Linked DNA regions of Ovis aries: region 2 is linked to region 1. A link is a contact called in public Hi-C data. All regions are on one chromosome and are shown on one strand. The core of a region is the stretch at or near the end of the contact, and the rest is flanking DNA. Distances in the headings are between cores, read along the strand shown. Region 1 holds the start of CTNNB1 (catenin beta 1). Region 2 overlaps ULK4 (unc-51 like kinase 4).

The links. Hi-C and Micro-C count contacts between places; a contact is called where the count stands out from the background.
Region 2: a contact with region 1 is called in a Hi-C map of mixed tissues, with 2.0 times the contacts expected there. The contact joins the enhancer-like site here to the promoter of CTNNB1 in region 1. A contact is called at or near these places in 3 of 16 Hi-C or Micro-C datasets (mixed tissues, muscle and skin fibroblasts).

Annotation. Positions count from the first base shown.
Region 1 is chr19:13,821,623-13,827,460 of ARS-UI_Ramb_v3.0, reverse strand. CTNNB1 (catenin beta 1) reads right to left here and starts at 4,580. Exons shown (of 15, transcript NM_001308590.1): 1 at 4,416-4,580.
Region 2 is chr19:13,871,835-13,877,366 of ARS-UI_Ramb_v3.0, reverse strand. It overlaps ULK4 (unc-51 like kinase 4), which reads left to right. Exons shown (of 38, transcript XM_060402096.1): 37 at 1,214-1,299; 38 at 2,665-2,835. The coding sequence ends at 2,728. Among named protein-coding and RNA genes, the nearest start is that of CTNNB1, 52 kb to the right of the region's middle. Within about 2 kb of position 2,321, at least 8 of the 54 cell types and tissues checked have an H3K27ac peak or open chromatin away from gene starts, as enhancers often do.

The DNA of each region.
Region 1 (5,838 bases), core at 3,331-5,830:
TCCATAAAAATGACCATTTGACTTCTAAAAGCTATTTTTAAATGGGTTTTATTCCAGTTATTAATTAGAATCTGATTTGAAATCAGCATTTGCATAAAATAATGCTACTATAGAAACAGCAAGAACTGTAACATAGGAGTGCGGAGAAAGAGCTTTTATTGAAGAATTTAAAGGTCAAAATATGGGAATAGTGCATCAAAGCACTATACAAATGTATACTCTACACAAATGCCTGTAGTCACTAGGCATTATACTCTGGAGTTCACATAAGTTGACTCAACCAGCTTTGTTGATAAGTAGTTCTTAACAGACATAATAGTCCTTGAAAATATAACCAAGTTGAAGACTTACTTCAGTTTTATTGTATAAGAAATTTTAGACAAATTGATAATTCACTTTTTTGTTAACTTTATCTGAGAATCTTCATTTCTAGAACTCATTAATATGGCTTAATTTTAGGATCTAGGTTTAAGTGCGGTCGCTCAGTCGTGTCTGACTCTTTTTGACCCTATGGGTTGTAGCGCGCTAGGCTCCTCTGTCCATGGGATTCTCCAGGCGAGAGCACTGGAGTGGATAACCATTCTCTTCTACAGGGTATCTTTCCAACCCAAGGACTGAACCTGGGCCTCCTGCATCGCAGGTGGGTTCTTTACCATCTGGGCCATCAGGGAAGCCCAGATACCAGGATGTTTAGACTAAGATTTTGGTTTATAATTATATTTAAGCAGAACTTCCTACAAAAAGTGACAGAATTTAACTCCTGATTTAACTTTGACCTTTCTCCTGCAAATAATGGCTGAGATGACATGTTCTAAAGCCAATCTTTTAACTAGCAATAATAATATGGACACCCTATTCTAGAATTCAAAAGTTTTCTTGACGCTTTCTCATCGAAACTATCATAAATATATTTCACACAAATTTTATGGGGGAAAAAATCACCAGCATTAGATTATATCCACTGGAGGGCACTCAATGTGACCAAAGCATGCAATGAAAACATGCCCTGATGCTGTCACTCAGCTGCATCAGGTTTGAGGAGACTTTGAGGCTGGAAAATAGTATCTTTTAAAAGAAAAGATGCTCACAAATAGCAAGATAGTTAATCTCTAAAAAGGGTTCCTAACATGACGATTCTTTTATAAGAGCTTCTTTTTCCCTAGGGAGCAGATTTAAATACATGCTTCAGGGATACAGGGTTCAAGCCTCAACAGAAGTATCTAGATTTCAAACCTGGTCAAGCTCAGACTTGCATACAACACAAAAGCAGCATTCTTAAGTAAACAGAGGAAATAAAGAACTTTCTCCAGAGTTTAAGTGATCAAGAACTACACAAGGTAACTCCTACTCATTTTCAAGCAATACAAATCACATATTTTCCTTTCCTGGAACTTACAAAGTATATCTTTATTTTAGCCCATTAGCCTAGTTATCTATCAAGACACAATTAGAACAGTATTACATAAACAATAATCTGTTAAAAGAATGAAGACTGATTTTGCAACTCAGTTTTCTCTCAGTGAGGGTCCAAGAGGCAAAAGATACAAGCTCTGGAGTAACCAGAAGTAGCTACTAGTCTGTTTTACTACTTACTTTTAAGATATAAAAATGCTTTTACTCAAACTGTTTCAACAAAAGATACTCTATTCCCAACAAAAAGAGAGCTACAAGAATACAAAATACAACTAAGTCAATACAACTAGTGTTTTCACAACCAAAGTCACAAGTCAACATGCAGCACGAAAGAGCTGTTATACTTTTTATTACAAGTTTGTCCTGCTCTAAAAGTATTCATCCTTTCTGCCCTGGGCTGGCAATCAAGCATGCTTCCAACCAAGCTCAAAGTACATACTTAAAATTTACCACCTACTCCTCTGCAGTTATTATCAGCAACTAGTAAACCATAAAAGAGAAACAAAATCTCATTATAACTGGATGCTGTATTGTTTCATTTCAGTAACACAAAAGTTTCATTTGGCTAAAGATACTACAAACAACCTATCTCTGGGATTTTAATTTCACTGCTAAAGTATAAAAGAGTGAGATTCAAATTTTTGAATTCTCCACGTCCCTAGTTTCAACAATACTTATGCTCTTCCTTCCACTCCTTCCAACAATGAAACAGGCTGTGTGCATATAGCTTTCCCAAGAACCAAATCTCAAAACACTCTTAGAGAAATCAGCCTACTTCAAGTTTTCTCTTCCTATTTGGGGAGTGGAGGAGGGAAGTGTGTATGAAAAGAAAAATATACAACTTCATTTATATGGATAATTTTATTCCATTTATCATTAGCAACAGTAAGAAGCTCAATCTGATTTCAGTTTTAATATTGGAATCTACATAATCATCTACACGATTATCTTGGTAAAGGATATGTTTCGAAAGAAAAATGCTGGACACTGACACTTGAACACTACTAAATGTTTTACTTTTTTTAAGTCACCTTTTAAAATTTGGTTTTTCTTGAAAGCAATTTTAAATGGCTGCTCTAGCTTCTGGGAAAATCTCAAGCCTAGAACTCCTCAAGGACTCTAAGTTACATGCTATACTAAACTTTGTAGCACAGTTTTTTAATTTCCCCCTCAAGGACTTCAGACTTGAATAGCCTCAGCATTCCTTTAATCCTATAGAATAGGCTCCTGGAAGTTTTTCAAGTTACTGTTGCAATCACTTTAGGGCCTTGTACATGGCCTTCAGAACAAAGACTAGGTCAAAGTAATGAATACTGGACGCAAATTAATCAAATTTCGTGAAAAGATATTCGCAAACATTAATGGCACCTTTTTTTAAACTCAAGAGGTTCGTGCGCTTGAATGTAAAAATAAAATAAATGTAGCAGCCGCCTTAGTTCAGACCGAAAAAAATGCCTCCCAAACAAGTTTGTCACTAATCTAAGCAGATATTAAACAGAAACATTAACAAACAAAAGAGTCAAGCTATGTCCAGTATCTCTTAAGGAAACACGTTAACAGGAAGATAGCCGAAGGTACTGAATGTACACCAAGAGACAGAATGAAACGGCTTCCCAAGTTCCAGACAAAATACTTACAACTTAGCCATCTGAAAAACAGCAGCCCAGACTTTATCAAAGGCGAGCCGTCTCTTCAAGCTGCTGTCTAGTCTAAGCCACCACTATTCACGACACAAAGCTCTCGTTTCACTAAAACCACTCCTCGATTTCCTTTTGCCGACCTCTGCATACCAGCAGACCAGTCTCCCTTCATTCACCACTCACAAACCCGGAGTGGGGGTGGGGGGAGACCACAGATGTCTGGAAGATACAAAGTAGGAGACAATGCTCCCTCCACCACCGAAAAGAAAACGAAGCAAACAACTACACCCGACTGGCAAAGCTTTCAAGTTTAGTAGACTCAGAAGGAGGCTGTGAAAAGCGAACTTTGAAAGTCTCAGTTCCAAGTCCTCTCTCCAGACAAAACACGGAACGAAGTTGCAAAGCTTGAATTTCCTGCGGGCCATTTCGTAGCGAGGGGAAAATTCACCCCGCTGGAAAGCGCTCTCAAAATCAAGTTTAGTTGCCGTGAAACTATTTGAATAAAGAATCTCCAGGAACACACAATTCTCGAAGCAGTCGCAATCTGAGTCCTGTGGGTCACTTGCTAAGAGACAGTAAGCCAGACGCCCTCGCCCTTATTTTTCCCAGGACCTCCCTAGCACGCCCGCTTTCACTCACCTGCACCGTACAAAAAAATGTAGGTGCAAGATAGGGATTTTTATCTGTGCAAATCCTCCTGGCGCATCACACCGTCTGCACTAACAGTTTGGATCCTCTAAGGTTTAAAGTTGCTCCGATTTAAACGAGCGTACTCACACCGGCAGGCCATTAAAAATCACTAACCTCTTATTAACCCTCGAAAAAATTCGTCCTTAAGCACGAAAGATAGGACCTCACGTGGCGTCCCAGGCCCAGCGCCCGCACCCCAACTCCCCGCGGAGGCCGGGAAGGCGGAGTCCCCCGTCCCCACCCCGCCCCCCACCCCGGCCCCGGCGCATCCCGAGGCGCAGGGTCCCTCCCCCAAACTCAGCCGCGGCCTGAGCCCGGGACGGAAACCACAGCCCCCTCCACCCACCCGCCCACCCCGCTGGCCACCCGACCTCCCGGACGCGCCCTCGCGGCGCCCCCTCCCCGAAAGCGGCACCCCCGGGGCTCCCGAAGGAGCCGCGCGACCGGAACCGGGCCCGGCCGCCGCCCTCAGCCCCCCGGGCGCGGTCCGCCTCTGCCGCCTCCCCGGCGCCCCCAGCCCACACGCCCCTCCCCGCTCCCCACCCCGGGGCCTCGGGCTGCGCCGGGTCCGGCTCCCAGCCGCCGCCGGGACCGCGCGCCCGCGACGAAGTTTGGCTCCGAAGCGGGAAGGGGAGCAGCCCCAGACGGGTAAGGAAAGGAGCGCCCAAGCACCTCAGGGGAACAGGCTCCTCCCGCAGCGGGAGTCCGACCGTCCTCGGCCTGCGTTGGCGGCTCGACGGGGACCGGAGCTGCTCCTCGGACCTTGCTCCGTCTCCGCCTCCCCTCTCTCTTCGCTCCCGGGGCCGGGCTAGCGCGGCTGCCACAGACCGAGAGGCTTAAAATGGCGCCGCACAAGGAGCTCTTATAAGTCGCGCAGGATTCACTGTATCCTGCCGCCAGCGGCGCAGCGCGGAGCGTTCCGCCGCGCGGGGACAAGGGGCGGGGCGCGGGCGGGCGGCGGAAAGTAGTCCCCGCGCCGCGGAGCCGCCCGCCGCCGCCGCCGCCGCCGCCGCGGTCCGCCAGCCCGGGGCAGGGGCGGGGCGCCCGCGCGCTCTGCGGGCGCTCTCCCAGGTTGAGGCCGGCGCTGCCCCGCCGCGCGGGACTGGAGGGCGGCCCGCCAGGGCGCGGTAGTCCGAGTCAGGGAGGCGCGGGTCTCCGCGAGCCGGGGTGGGCTGGAGGGAGGGCGACACCGGTATTCTCCACTGTCCCGAGCCCGACGCCCCGGCCTCGCGCATGCCCCGGGCCATGAGAACAGATGCGAGGCTGGCTGCGCGCTGCCGGCTACCGGCGGGAGGCGGCATCGGGACCCCGGCCCTGCGGGGCAGGCGGCACACGTCCCTGGGGGGTGAAAGTTCAGGGCCGAGGTGGCGGCGGCAATGCCGGAGCTGAGGTCTGGGCCCACCCGCTCTGGACTCTGCCGGACGCCGCCGCCGCCCTGCTCCCGGTCAGGGGACCCCGGCGCGTTCGTGCTTCCGCTGCCGTTGCAGTCTGGGCCCCAAGCTCTCTGCAGGACTTGGCTCGCAGCCAAGCCGCACATCACCTCAGAGCCCCCCACGGTCCAGGTCGTGGATCTCGCATCCCTACCGGCTGTTCATCTTGAATCTGGGAATGAAGCACCCGGCCGAGCCGCCGGCTTTCCCCGCTCGTGAAGGCTGCGAACTCTCGTTAGGATAGGCGCCTAGCCCGCAATTCAACAAGTCCTTAGGAGTCCCTAACTGAACAAATGACTGATAGACATGGACTAGCTCCACAGCCCTGCCAATTAGGTTAATTCTTACAGTTTCCATTTTTAACTGGTTCCACTTTGCTACTAAGTATCAGTATATTGGGGGTGGTGGTGGATTTTTCTTTCATTCTAAGTTTATTTCTAGGGTATTACTTCTTTGAGAAATCCAAGTTCGTTGTTCATGGAAAGAGCTATCCATTAAGCAGCTTCTAATTTTTTAAAACTCATTTTCTATTCTTCAAAAAAATTTTTTAATTCGTTTGAATAGGCTGAAGTTGGGTCTTGTTTTCCCTTGGAAATGTCTCCATTGTAATCAGCAGGTTTGGTGTTTGTCAAAGCTGAAACAATTATGATCGATTCACTTTCTCT
Region 2 (5,532 bases), core at 1,072-3,571, 52 kb before region 1:
CTGAACTCATCAAGCTGGGTGTAATTTCCGAACGGATTCGCATGCAGCTCTTTTACGATGCAAATCTTTGCAGAAATTACATCTGATGCAGCTGAGCTGACAGCTGGTGTCTACACACTCAGGAAGTGGGACAGGATCTCCGCGGAGGCTCAGATTCATTCACATGCAACTAAGAGGCCACAGAAAGGTCTAATTACCCCTGTGACCTTCCTGTCCGCATCTGTGATTGGTTAAGAAATGGAGAGATGATTCTCCAGCCCTGGTTGCTACAATCAGGTAGGAAGACAAAAGTACAATGGGAGCAGCCAAGGTCAGCCTGGTTCCAGCCTCAGGTGGGATTAGGGTCCAGCTCCCTGTGTGCTGCCATCGCGGCCCCTCATCTCACTAAGCCTCTGTTACCTCATCTATAAAGCACAGTACACGCTTACCTTGTGAGGTGAGGATACTGAGAGGGAGGCACGAGAAAATGTACAGGAAACTGCAGTCTGCTGAAATGTAAAGTGCCACCAAAGTGTTTACCAGAAAATATTTGAAGAATAATAGATAAAAATAGGACATGGATGATGAATCAAGAGAAACAAGTCTAATGCTAGAGCCTGGGTTCATTCCTAAAGCCTTCCCCTCTCTGTCCGTAGGACACGGACTCCAGGGTCTGGATCAGGAAGTCTCTGGGAGCGGGGCTGGGGTGGCCCCTCTCTGAGTCCCTTCCAGCCCTGAGGGTTTAGGGTGTGTCTCCTGTCTCTCCAGGAAGTTGGCAAGGGCACATTTCCCAGGGAACCTGGGCAGGGGTGTTGCCCTGGTCCTGCTGTTAGTGTCTCTTCCTTCTCCCAGCCCCCCGAGATCAACAGGAACCCAGAATCGCCCTTCTGGCTGTAGGAAAGAGGCTGGGTTGGGCTTGGGACACAAGGGCCAGCAGGGCCGTGGAACCAACAGCTGGCAAGTTTGTTCACCCATGATTTGCTTTCCCTGAAGGGTTCAGGCTCCCAGAATACACAGCCTCCTAAGGAGCTGACAGGAAGCACCCCATCCTGACCTGGCACTTGTCCAACTGCAGTGAACTCCCTCCTGCTCACCTCCAAGGATGCCTCTGTGATCAGCAGCACCTGGGGGCTCACTGCCCAGTAACATGGGCAGCCAGAGACTCAGGATGCCCAGCGAAAAGGCCTGTGGGTCAGGATGGAGCAGCTGACTGCTCTCCTCTCCTCCCTTGCAGATCACCTCCAACGAGAAGCACCTGGAGAGTCTCAAGAGCGCAGAGAGCCTCCTGCAGGCTCTGGAGGGGCTGGCCCCGGCCGGGGGGTGAGTAGGCTTGGCAAACACGCTCCCATTTCTTTTTCCTCTCCTCGTTTCCCCTACACACCAGGGACCACCACCCTCCCACCTGACACTGCCCACTGTGCGCCCTCCGTCCTGGTGGATGGGCCACCGAGGCCCCACCTGCTAAGGGGTGCCTAGCCTTTGCTGGTAGTTTTTCTTCAGAATCACGAGGGTCTATGGAATCTGCTCCCTGGTGTTTTGAGTATTGCATTCATTGGAGAACAACACGTGGTTGAGGTACTGGAGAGATGGTGATTGTGTGGAGCAGGCTCAGCTCCAACCAGCACTGCTGCATCAGCCCTGGGCTGGGTGGGGCAGCGCCTCCTGGCCTCCCCCGCCTCTCGTCCTTGTGCTTTCTGGGAACTGGGAGGGACAGGCTGGCCTTTATGGCGGCCCAACTTGCCTGGCGGCCCCTGTAGTGTAAAGTGTGGACAGTGGCTCCTGGGCCAGGTGGGTCCATCCCCAGGGACGGCAGCGTCCTCAGCCCTGACAGTGGGTGCGTCTCCTTGCTGGTCACTGGCACCCAGTGCCACTCTGGTGGGTGGGATGGGCTCATGGCTCCACTGGAGTAGCCTGGCCTGAGCCAAGAGCAGTTCAAGTGCATTCCTTCCTTCCAGAGAGACCCCTGACATGCAGAGCAGGAATACGTGGCCCCATCCCCTTGCACCCCACCTCTTCTTTGCAGCCCCCAGTCCCACTCCTAGGCAGCAGCTCGCCTACCATGTCGTCAGGGGTGTGCCACCAGCTAATTTTACACTTCAGGGGGCACTGCCATGCACCATTCTCTCCTTTGGTGACAGTTGTTAAGACCCAAGTGTGTGTCTCAGACAATTTGCTCCAGTAACAAAGATTCCACGTTAAGGCCTTAACTGCACATCCGCACCTATGAGAACGAGAAATCCAGAGTTGCTGGCTGAGTGGCCAGGAAGGGGCACCATGGAGCGTCTGGGATCTCTGCTGGCTGGCACAAGTCAGCTGCAGGCTGGCGCCAGGCAGGCTCCTTGTGGGCTCTGGGCTGTCAGGCCCTGGCTGCCGTCTGCCTGACTTGCCCTCACAGCTCAGCATCGGTGCATCTGTCCAAAGCAGCTCAACGCCAAGTGGTGGCAGGGCCAGGAGCGCAGGCGTCGCTTAGGGGGCTTGCTACGGTGGGACTGTGGGCTTTCAGGTCCTCACCTCCCACCCCTTGAGCCTGGGGATCCTGTCTGTGGTTTTCAAAATGATGCTTAGGGGAGCTCTGGGAAATAGCTGGTTCATCAGGTACTCAGGTGAAAAGGAGGCCAGCCCCTTTAGAAGATGGGGCATTTAACCCTGGAAATGCCTGAATGTTTACTTTGCTTTTTTTCACAGGTCATCAGCCAACAGCGCAGTGGCGTCCTTGGCCCTGGAGATCCTCCAGGCTGCTGGACACTAGGCAAGAAGGCACTCGGCACAGTCCTCTGCTGCCGCCACCCCTGGCTACACACACCACAGGTCACCCACAGCTCTGTGTGGACTCAATAAAGTCAACTGAATCCAGAACCTCTGGCTGAGGTGCTCTTGACTGCAGCCCTAGAAAACCCACTCAGAACGATGCCTGTTGGCTGCATCTGGGAACCCAGGTTTGCTCGATGTTCTCAGAATGCTCTCCCCGTGTGTGGGCTAGGTAGACCTCTGCTCAAGCCGGCACTGCCTGCACTCATCAAAGTGGAGGGAAGCTGCGGGCATCTCCCAGCCTCTGTCTCCTCCAGAGGTTTACCAGGCGGGACGATTCAGGAATGCTCTTCCAGCCACACCTCTAGAGCAAGCCTTTGGAAGCTTGTTTTATTTTACCTGCCTGGCTTTTTCATTTCAGGGATGAACTGATTCTGAGAATCCTGGGGAGAAATGGGAAAGACTCCACTCACAGGAGCAGGTAGTTAAAACTTTGCCTAAAGGAATGCAGCATGCTCATGGGATGCTGGCTTCCTTGCAGGTCTGTCTGCTCACCTAAGTGGGATGAAGGCATCAAGGTAGACTCCTTCCCCCCACCTTCTACCAGTGACCACCACCTCCCAGCCTCGAAACCTTTCCAGCTTATCCTCACACATACACCCTTAACACCCCGACACTGCGGAGGGGTGCTAGGACCGCGGCACTGTGGGGGGTGAGGATCTTGGGTGGCTGGAACCAGGTGAGCAAATTGAGAACATTCCTTGGCCTCCTCTCTGGGGTCTGTTTCCTCAAACTGCAGAATGAAAGGGCTAGACTAGATCAGCTGCAGCAGTGCTCCGGGCTTCTCAGACAGAGGAGCCCCGCCCCTGACAGGCTTCTGTCCTCGGCCAGAGCCCCTATGCAGGCAGGATGGGCAGGGCACGCAGGGGTAGGAGCTACACGGACATGGAATTCTCCAGGCAAGAAGACTGGAGTGGGTAGCCATTCCCTTCTCCAAGGGATCATTGCGACCCAGGGATTGAACCCAGGTCTCCCGCATTGCAGGAGGATTCTTTACCATCAGAGCCCCCAGGGAGGCCCCATCTACTGTGTCACGGGCAGCCGGCCACACTGTCGTCACCAACAGCCTCATCTGCCGCAGTGTGCCAGCTTCCCTGTGGCTTTGCAGTGAACAGCTGCTCTGCGCCCCCCTCCACAAAGGCATGGATGTAACTTACCGTATTTAAACCCCACCACCTGCCAAGCACACCACCTTATCTCCATCTCATAGCAGAGGAAACTGAAGCTCAGAGCCAGTCTACTTGCCCAAGGCCCCGCTGTCAGGTCGAACTTAGGACTCGGACTCCAGAGCCTGTTTGTCCACCGGTGGGATATCCAGAGCCGAGCTGTGAGTAGCTGAGGTGTAAGGGGGACCTGCACCCTGGAGCAGGCAGTTTCTTTTGTTCCAGCCTCCGTAGTGCCCACATAAGGAGGCCCCACAGAAGTCCTGCTGGGCAGCATGCCCATCACCCGGCTGTGCACCCCGGGGGCCCTGGCCTGCCTGGATGTGCCTGTGCTCCAAGGGTGAGGGAGTCGATGGAGGCCTGGCCTTCAGCTCCTGTTGCTTTGCCCCTCTGGTGCAGGCAACAGGCACAGTTCTGTCTGCCCAGGCAATCTGTTCTCTCCTTTCACTCAGATCTTGAGGGAACCACCCTGGAGTTCTGGGCCGAGTCCTCCCAGAAGGTATCTCAGAGCAATGGAATCTTCTTTACGCTTCTGCGTTGAGCAGGGACTCTCTGCTGCTTAAGGTGAAACAGGAAAGCTTTAACATTCCAAAACCATGCTAAGTGGACCACGCATGGCTGTGAGTCCCCAGCCTTGCTTCTTGGAGGAAAGGCCTATTGGAATAGGCACAGGGTGAGAAGGCAGTCCCTAGCAGGGCTTCTGTCCACCAAGGATGCTCAACCCAGGGTGTCAGGGGCTGAAGCTAGCCCATGCCACGTTTTGCACCCTGGCGTGAGGCTCTTCTGTCCTCCTGGAGTTAGGGGATCCTTTATGTCCTTCTCACAAAGGCACCTTATGGAAAGCAAGAGCCCCAATCCTGCTGAGCTGAGGTAGCGGACATGAACTGTCTGGGTGGGCAAGGAGGATGTTGAGGACGGTAACCCTTGCTGCCCTGCATGGGAGGCCCACACCCCTTTGTGGCTTCCCAGGCTCTGAAAAGAGCTGACTGAGCCCCTCAGGGAGGAGAGGCTGAGCCCCCCAGGGAGGAGCAGAAGCACGCCGTGCGTGGAGATGACTTGCGAGGCCACGGCAGGCTGCCTGCTCTCCACTCACGGCAGGCCCAAGCTTTGAGACCTCGCCTCAGCTTACAGTCTGAGTACACACCCAGTGAGCTGGCCCTCTGGGAAGATCTGTTTGGGGTGACTTTGGCCTGGGAGGTCTCCTGGGCAGAATCTGGCAGCCAAGCAGTAGCAGTGGGATTTACTTCTTAGGGTTCTTGGTACTTGTCTAGCTGTTCATGTCTCCGGTATTACTGTGAGGTCACCATGTCACCTCATGAGGTTCTCAAGTCAGTTCTGGGGTTGCAGGGCAGCTGTCAGCCCTGTGGCACAGGTCACAAAGTGGGGCCTCTGCTGGCCAAGGCTCTGGTCAAAGGTCTGGGCCTCTCCTGCCGCCACCTGAAGCAAAATGCCTTGTTTTCTCCTTACTCAAACCACAGAAAACTACATACAAGTCAGTCTCTCTGATACGGGGACTTTAGGCTGAGTGAGGCAGGAGCCTCAGGAAGCAACTGGAGGGAGGGGGAGGCTTGGTCCCTGGGGA